Regions from separate parts of the Ovis aries genome. Here region 1 is linked to region 2. Evidence: chromatin contacts called from public Hi-C data. All regions are on one chromosome and are shown on one strand. The core of a region is the stretch at or near the end of the contact, and the rest is flanking DNA. Distances in the headings are between cores, read along the strand shown. Region 1 has its middle 63 kb from the start of ADGRE5. Region 2 holds the start of ADGRE5 (adhesion G protein-coupled receptor E5).

Evidence for each region. Hi-C and Micro-C count contacts between places; a contact is called where the count stands out from the background.
Region 1: a Hi-C map of blood shows a contact between it and region 2, with 3 times the contacts expected there. The contact joins the enhancer-like site here to the promoter of ADGRE5 in region 2. A contact is called at or near these places in 4 of 16 Hi-C or Micro-C datasets (all in blood).

The regions. Positions count from the first base shown.
Region 1 is chr5:9,752,453-9,756,237 of ARS-UI_Ramb_v3.0, reverse strand. No RefSeq gene overlaps it. Among named protein-coding and RNA genes, the nearest start is that of ADGRE5, 63 kb to the right of the region's middle. Within about 2 kb of position 1,462, at least 7 of the 54 cell types and tissues checked have an H3K27ac peak or open chromatin away from gene starts, as enhancers often do.
Region 2 is chr5:9,689,544-9,693,215 of ARS-UI_Ramb_v3.0, reverse strand. ADGRE5 (adhesion G protein-coupled receptor E5) reads left to right here and starts at 2,078. Exons shown (of 19, transcript XM_060416267.1): 1 at 2,078-2,188. The coding sequence starts at 2,149. LOC132659867 (a long non-coding RNA gene) reads right to left here and starts at 1,991. Exons shown (of 2, transcript XR_009600810.1): 1 at 1,916-1,991; 2 at 1-1,651.

The DNA of each region.
Region 1 (3,785 bases), core at 213-2,712, 64 kb before region 2:
TTCTTTATGGTCCAACTCTCACATACATACATGACTACTGGAAAAAAGTCATATGTATACCTGAAGCTATTATAATGTTATATGTCAATTATATATTAATTCAAAATTTTTAAAACAAATAAGTAAATAAAATATACCCATAAATTCTCTGATACTCTTCCTTTCAAAAACTGGAGCCTCTGGGAATTCCCTGTTGGGCCAGTGGTTAGGACTTGGCATTTTCACTGCCATGGGTCTGGGCTCAACTGCTGGGAGCAGAACTAAGATCCCTCGAGCCACAGGGAGAAGCCACAGGGAGAAGCCAAAATGACAAAAAACAAACAGGACTTCCTTGGTGGTCCAGTGGTTAAGAATCTGCGTGCCAATGCAGGGGACATGGGTTCAATCCCTGGTCCAGGAAGATCCCACATGCCAACAGGCAACTAAGCCTGTGTGCCACAACTGCTGAAGCCTGTGAGCTTAGAGCCTGTGCTCCGAAACAAGAGAACCCATGGCAGTGAGAAGCCCACTCCCCTCAATGAAGAACAGCCACAGCAACTAAAGAGAGCCTGAGCACAGCAACGAAGACTCGGCGCAGTCAGAAATCAACTCACTAATCAAACAAGCAAACACATGAAGCCTCATCCAAGCCCTCCAGTCCCGTCTTGAGTCCTGGCTGGAGCGAGTGACCCTCTTCTAATGAACAGAGTGGCACCAGGGGCACACGTGACAGTTTTAGCCTCTCTCTCGGATTGCTAGGGAAAGCCGCTGGCCATGCTGTGCTCACACTCAAGCAGCCCTTTGGAGATGCCCGCATGGTGAGGAACCGAGGCCTCCTACCAACAGCCATGTGGGTGTGCCATCTTGGAAAAGGACCCTCCAACTTCACTCCAGCCTTCAGATGACTAGCCCCCACCACGTCCTGACAGCAACCTCATGAGAACCCTGAGCTAAGTCACTCTCACGTCCCTAGTCCTCAGAGACTGTGAGACAATAACTGTTTGTTTTAAGCTGCTATGTTTGGGGGCAATTCATCCCGGTAGTAATAGACAATGATGTGTGGATTTGATGGAGGGACACATACGTACCGTCCAGCCCAAAGCACCTACCTAGAAGCAGATCCTGAATGGGGACTCAGACACCTGTAATTCTGTGGGGGAAGGACTCTCTCTCTCTCGAGAGAGAGAGAGAGGGCGAGAGAGGCAGGAAGGATGTGGTCCAGCTCCATGGCGTGGAGGAACAGCCTGGTGTGAACTGCACCGTGTAGCTGGTTCACCCTGAGGCGAGGGTGCTGGCCCTTAGCACCCCTCAGTCAGACAGCCAGTGGTGCTGGTGTGGGTTGCACCGCATCTCTAGAGAAGGGGGCTTTCACAAGCACAAGACAGTCCCCAGAAAAGGGGCAGGTGACAGCCATTCACAGCCAGCACCAAAGCAGGAAGGAGAGGGGTGTGCTGACCCAGAAAAGGGAATCTAGTTTGGGTGGGGACACCAGCAGTCTCCGGAAGTGGCTGTCAGCCATTTATAGCCGGCAGAGGGAGTGAGCAGCTTAGCCCCATCATTTAGCTCATTTTTGTTTATCAAATACTTATCTCTCATCTTTCAGCATGCCAGGCACCAATCTAAGATCTGTACACATTTAAATCTTCACAGTGACTTACAAAACAAGCGCTGTTTTCACCACCACTCAAGACCGCAGTCTCAGGGACCCTCCCCTCACCACCTGGGGCCCACTGAGCCCCCCACCCCCGCCCCTGCCAGTCACCCCCATCCATCTTGCGGCCCAGAGCCCCCAGCTCTCACCGCCCACCTCCGCCTGGCAAATCCTCCTTCCCGCTCTTAATTGATTCTTAATCTGCAGCCTTGGGGCAGCGCTGCTGAGAAGGCAGGTGGAAATCATTTCCTTCAGCGCCAGCCGGCGCTAAGGGCATCTGACGGGGAGCCCCCACCCCCCGTTTCTCGCAGTCCTGGGCCCACAGCCCCTGCCAAGCCAGGTCCTGCTTATTCTCTGTTCACCCACTTACTCTCTTGACCCAGGGGCTTTGGGGGAGGATGTGGCAAGAAGAATCCCGTCCCCCTACTCAGCTTTTCCCCTCCCCCTATCCCCACACCAAGCAAGGGCCAGAGTTTTCTGGGGGTATTGTGTTTGGGCACCATCCAAGACCCTCCTGTCCCCCTAGCCCAGAGGGGCTCACAGGGGTCAAATTCTGCCCCTCTGGGGACAACCTGGGCATGTCTGGAGCCCTATTTGCTTGTCACAACTCAAGGAGGAGGGTGTTGCTATCCACAGATAGTGGGTGGAGGCCAAGATGCTGCTAAACACGTTCCAGGGCAACGGATCCCAGCAAACGATCTGGTCCCAAATGTCAGCAGTTCCCAGAGTGAGACTCTACTTCCAGACTCGGGGCACAGCCTTCCTACTGGGGTACAGCCGGATGGAGGGCCAACACTACATCAGCCCCCCTGATGCTGCTAATGTGTAGCCAAGAACCACGTGGGGAGGGTTGGTTTTCAGGCCTCTCTCCCTCTTTCCTCTATAGGGCTCTCAAGTCTGCTAGCAAAGGGCCAGGAAGAATCCGTGTGGGGAAACAGCCCCACACAGACCCTGGCCCAGGGTCTCCTTCCACCTCCCTGGTCCCCAGACCTCCCTGGGTACAGGGGCCTGGCCTCCTGATTCTCCTGAGGTGCATGGAGTTGGCGGACGGGGGAGATAAGCCCTAAGTGTGAAGTGGGCGTGCTGAAATTATAAGACGGGAATAGAGGCTGAGAGGGCAGAGGAACTAAGCCCCGAGGAGAAAGGGATGGATGCGACGAGAGAGGGGCGGGAATGGGGCGAGCCCTGTGGGTCTGTCCAGGGAGGCCCAGGCCCAGTGTCCATGCGCGTCCAGGGCAAGCAGGTCACCTCGCCCCCAAACACACACACTCCACCACCTCCCAGTCACGTGCTCACACCCTCACCCCCGCCCCGCTTCAAGTCCCCACACAGCCCCACACCTCAGATTCTCATAAGTCACACATGACCAGTGATACACTCCCACACATTCACACTCACTCACACAGATTCACTCACAGTCACACACCTTCACACACACAAATCCTCGCACTCACACAGGTTCACCTCCTCACACCCTCACAAGCTCACAGTCACTCTCACAGTTATTTACTCACATTCTCACATAAATTCTCACACACCTGATCACACTCTCAAATTCTCATACACTGTCACACGTCCACACACATCTTCACACATACTCACACACATTTCCATGCACACTCTCACACCTCAAATTCTCACTCACACATTCTTATATACTCACACACATTCACACGCGCATACTCTTACACAATCCCACCCACACAGTCCGCTTATGTCAACTTCACACACACACACACACCCACGCACGATTGTATGGTTCGTGTCTGTCTCCAGGACATCAGCCCAATGCAGGAAGGGGTGTTTACTTATTTATTTTTGGCTGCACTGGTTCTCTGTTGCTGCAAATAGTCTTCCTCCAGTTGTGGAGAGCAGGGGCTGCTCTCTGCTGCGGTGCGCAGGCTTCTCATCGCAGTTATTTCTCTTGCTGCGGGGCACAGGCTCTAGGCGTGCGGGCTTCAGTAGTTGCGGGGCACCGGCTTAGTTGCCCCGTAGCATGCGGGATCTTCCCGGACTAGGAATCGAACCTGTTGTCCCCCGCATTGGCAGGTGGATTCCTATCCACTGCACCACCAGCAAAGCCCCAGGCAGGGATTTATCTTGTTCAGTCTGGTCTCCAGAACTGGGTCAGATACACAGGAAGTGCTCAGCCAAA
Region 2 (3,672 bases), core at 829-3,328:
GTAGGACTTGCTGATTATGCCAGATTATGGAGGGGGTGGAGGGGGAGGAGCCAGGGTGGGGGTGGGGGAGTGTAATGTCCCCCTTCGTACCTTCCCCAAGCCTTCTCTCTCATATCACTGGTTCCTTCCTCAGCCTGCTCTGTGAAGCCAGTAGACAGGCATTATAGTCCCATTCTCCAGAAAGGAAAATTAAGTCCCAAGCTGGTTACATCTGCTCCAAGGGCCCAAGACACATCCTTGGGTGGGGGCGGGGGCAGTGGCTCCCTAGGCTGGAAACCTCACCCCCACCCACCCCCAGCTTTTGTAAGCACCAGCTGTCAGACCTGTGGGGGAGGGGAGGATGTCCAGCCCTGGCGTTTCCAGTTTTAAGGGAAAAAAGCCAAAAATCCACTTTGGGCCTGGTCTGGCTCCCTCCCTTCCCAGTCTCCTCCCATATCCACTCCCCTCCCCCTGAGGAAACTGAGGCCCAGAGAGGCCCCAGTTTCCCTGATGGGGCCCCCTTCCCATGCCCTGTACAGATCAAAAGGACAGCAAGGGCAGGAATGGGTTAATTTTACAACTGGGGGTGCTCCACCACCCCTGGGATAATGTGCGTCTGTCTTTGGCCGAGGGTGACCTTTTTTTTCCATGACCACAATCCTCCCCTTTTTTAGACTATTATGCCCTTAATGTTTTATTTAATTGTCTATGCTATTACATTCTTGAATCCATTCCTTTAAAAGAATCTTTATTTTGATGTCCTAATTAAAAAACCCTTCTCATTGCCTCAGATAGTCTGTAAGCTTAACAAATACATAATAACACAAGGAACATAAAGCTATGGATTCTAGCTGGAAAAACTTCAGGGCTACCAGGGTGTTAAAGACACATTAGCACCCAACTGAGACTTGCTGCTGGAGCTTGGGCTCCTTGCAGACACTTGGGGACCCTGCTGCCTGCCTGTGGATCTCCCTTTAGCTACTTGTGAACTGTGCCTCAACTTTCCCCTTCTGCAAAATGGGAATCATAGCAACATCTGCCTCAAAGGTATTTTGAGGAGTCAGTGAATTAAAATAGATAGATAACTCTAGTTGAATCTACTAAAGGGCTTCCATGATGGCTCAGATAGTAAAGAACCTTCCTGCAATGCAGGAGACCTGGGTTCAATCCCTGGGTCAGGAAGATCCCCTGGAGAAGGGAATGGGCACTCCAGTATTCTTGCCTGGAGAATTCCAGGGACAGAGGAGCCTGGCGGGCTGTAGCTACACAACTGAGCGACTACACTTTCACTTTCTCTAGGTGAATCTGGCCTTGCTCAGATTAAGTGCTTTACAAATAATAGTGTGGTTTTTTGTTTCTTTTAAATGATGAGATTGTTTCAGAGACAAGTCAGTCACATGACTAATTAGAAAAGGAAACAACTCTCCTATGATGTGATTTCTCTGTTGATTAACGCAGTGTCCATGAATCCCTGAAATGTTTCCCACCAGGTGAAACGCTGGCCCAGAAAAGGCCAGCTCCTGAACCTCGGACCTCCAAGGCCCTGGGGCCCCGCAGTTCCGCTTTCTTGGCGCCAGCCAGCCTGGCTTCCACGAAGGGCCCCTTTAAAATGCCCCACCCCCCGCACAGCTCTCTTGCGGACTCTGGCCTCTCTGGGCCTCAGTTTCCTCATCTGGAAAACAAAGGAGGAAGTTCCTGTTAGCGCAGAAACTGGCGCTGGAGATTCAGCAAGACAAGGCAGCCAATACAGGGTGGTCCCCGCTACGTGGGAGCCCCGAGTCATTTCTGAGCGCGGCCCCTCCCCAGCCTACACGCCTGCGGCCAGACAGGGCAAGCAGGTCCTGGCAAGACTCCTCCCCGTCCTCTAGCCCCTGGGATCCGCCAGCCGTTTTACACAGGGGCCAGAAAGTGCAGACACCCAAAGGGCAGGTTGTACCTTAATGTGTGTGTGCGCGCGCGTGCGGCGCCCCTGGGTCTGTGTTTTCGCTCCACTTTCCTGTTGGCTTCCAGCTGCCCCGCCAGTTCCGGGGAGGGCCCTGGGCTCGCGGCGGCTCCCCCGCCCCCCTTTATAAAGGCCAGGCGGGCCTTGGGAAAGCTTGCACAGCTGCCCAGCTCGGCGACAGAAACAGCCCTGCCCCATCTTCTGCTTCCCCTGCGGCAGCTCGGACCATGGGAGGCCCCCACGGTGGCCCCTTTCTTCTCTTCCACGGTGAGCGCTCTGGGGCCCTGAGGGGTGAGGGCAAGCGGCCAGGGAGCCCCCGCACCCTCTTTTCCCTGGAGAAATGCGAGGTGCAGCTGGCAGTTCTGGGGCCAGCCTGGAAGGGGGCGTGGGGGCGGGTGCTGAGGGGGCCTGGGGCCAGGGGCCAGGCACCCCCACACCGTGGCAGGATCCTCCGGCATTTTCTAGAGCCTGTCCCTGTCTCCCAGAGAAATCCCTGAGCCCTCTGAACTGCTCCCAAAGTGGGAGACAGGTTTGGGAAAGGAGGAGGGGCAAAAAGGGAGTGCTGAGACCCTCTCTGTCTCTCTCTCTCTCACACACACACAGGTGGCGGCTCTTAACACGGGTTGTAGGGAGATGCTGGGGGGCTAGAGGACTGGGGGGCGGGACCTCTTCACTGCCAGGTGAGGGTACCCCCAACATGTCCCACACTGTCTCAGTGGCAAAATCAGCCCCAGAGACCCTCATTCTTGCTCCCCAGGATCCAGCTGGGATTCAGCTGCAGGTGGGTGGAAAAGATTTTACCGGCGCTGGTGGCAGGTTTGAACTTTTGCTGTGACTTCCCCAGGGCCTCCCTTCCCGCCCCACCCAGGGTGGCTCTAACGGTTATCTGGGCAGCTGGTTGCCTAAGCAACCAAACAACAAAGAGAATGAAGAAATGGCGCTTGGGGTACCAACCAGGGCTTCCCAGGTCGCCCTGGGACGGGATTCCCTGTGCTGGCCCAGGTTGGCAGGCATAAGCTCAGTGGCTCCCAGGCAGGGAAGCTAGAAAGAGGAGTCTGTGTGGGTCACACCTGATGGAGGGGGGGAGCGGTGTGTCTCTGGAGCTGAATCTCACTGCCTCTGAGCCTCACTTTGCACATCTGTAAAATGGAGTAAGACCGATCTTCACCTTATTGGGCTGTGTTAAGTGAGTTCCAAAGCAAACTATTCCTGGTTCACAGGAAGAATTAAGTAAACAATATTTTTATTGGCTCAGCGGTAAAGAATCCACCTGCGATGCAGGAGACATGGGTTGGATCCCTGGGTCAGGAAGATTCCCTGCAGAAGGGCATGGCAACCTACTCCAGTACTCTTGCCTGGAGAATCCCATGGACAGAGGAGCCCGGTGGGCTACAGTCCATAAGGGTTGAAAAGAGTCAGACACAGCTGAAGCAACTGAGCATACGCACGCTATTATTTCACTGGCGGGTCTTGGGGGAGACTGGAGGGTCTGAGGAGGAGGAGAAAAAGAGGATGCCCGCCTTGCCCCCACCCCAGGAATCTAACCCCTCAGGGCTCGCCAGAGGGAATGCGAACCAGATGGGACTGGGCGCAGATGACCAGCAGCTCCTCTCCCAGCTCCTGTTTGGGTGACTTCCAAGGACCCAGATGGAGAAATCATGGCCTGGGAGCCTCTGTGGTGGGGGAGCAGAGCCCAACCCCGCCCTGGCGGAAGGCACGGGGCTCAGAAGAGCTGTCCCACCCCCACGCTG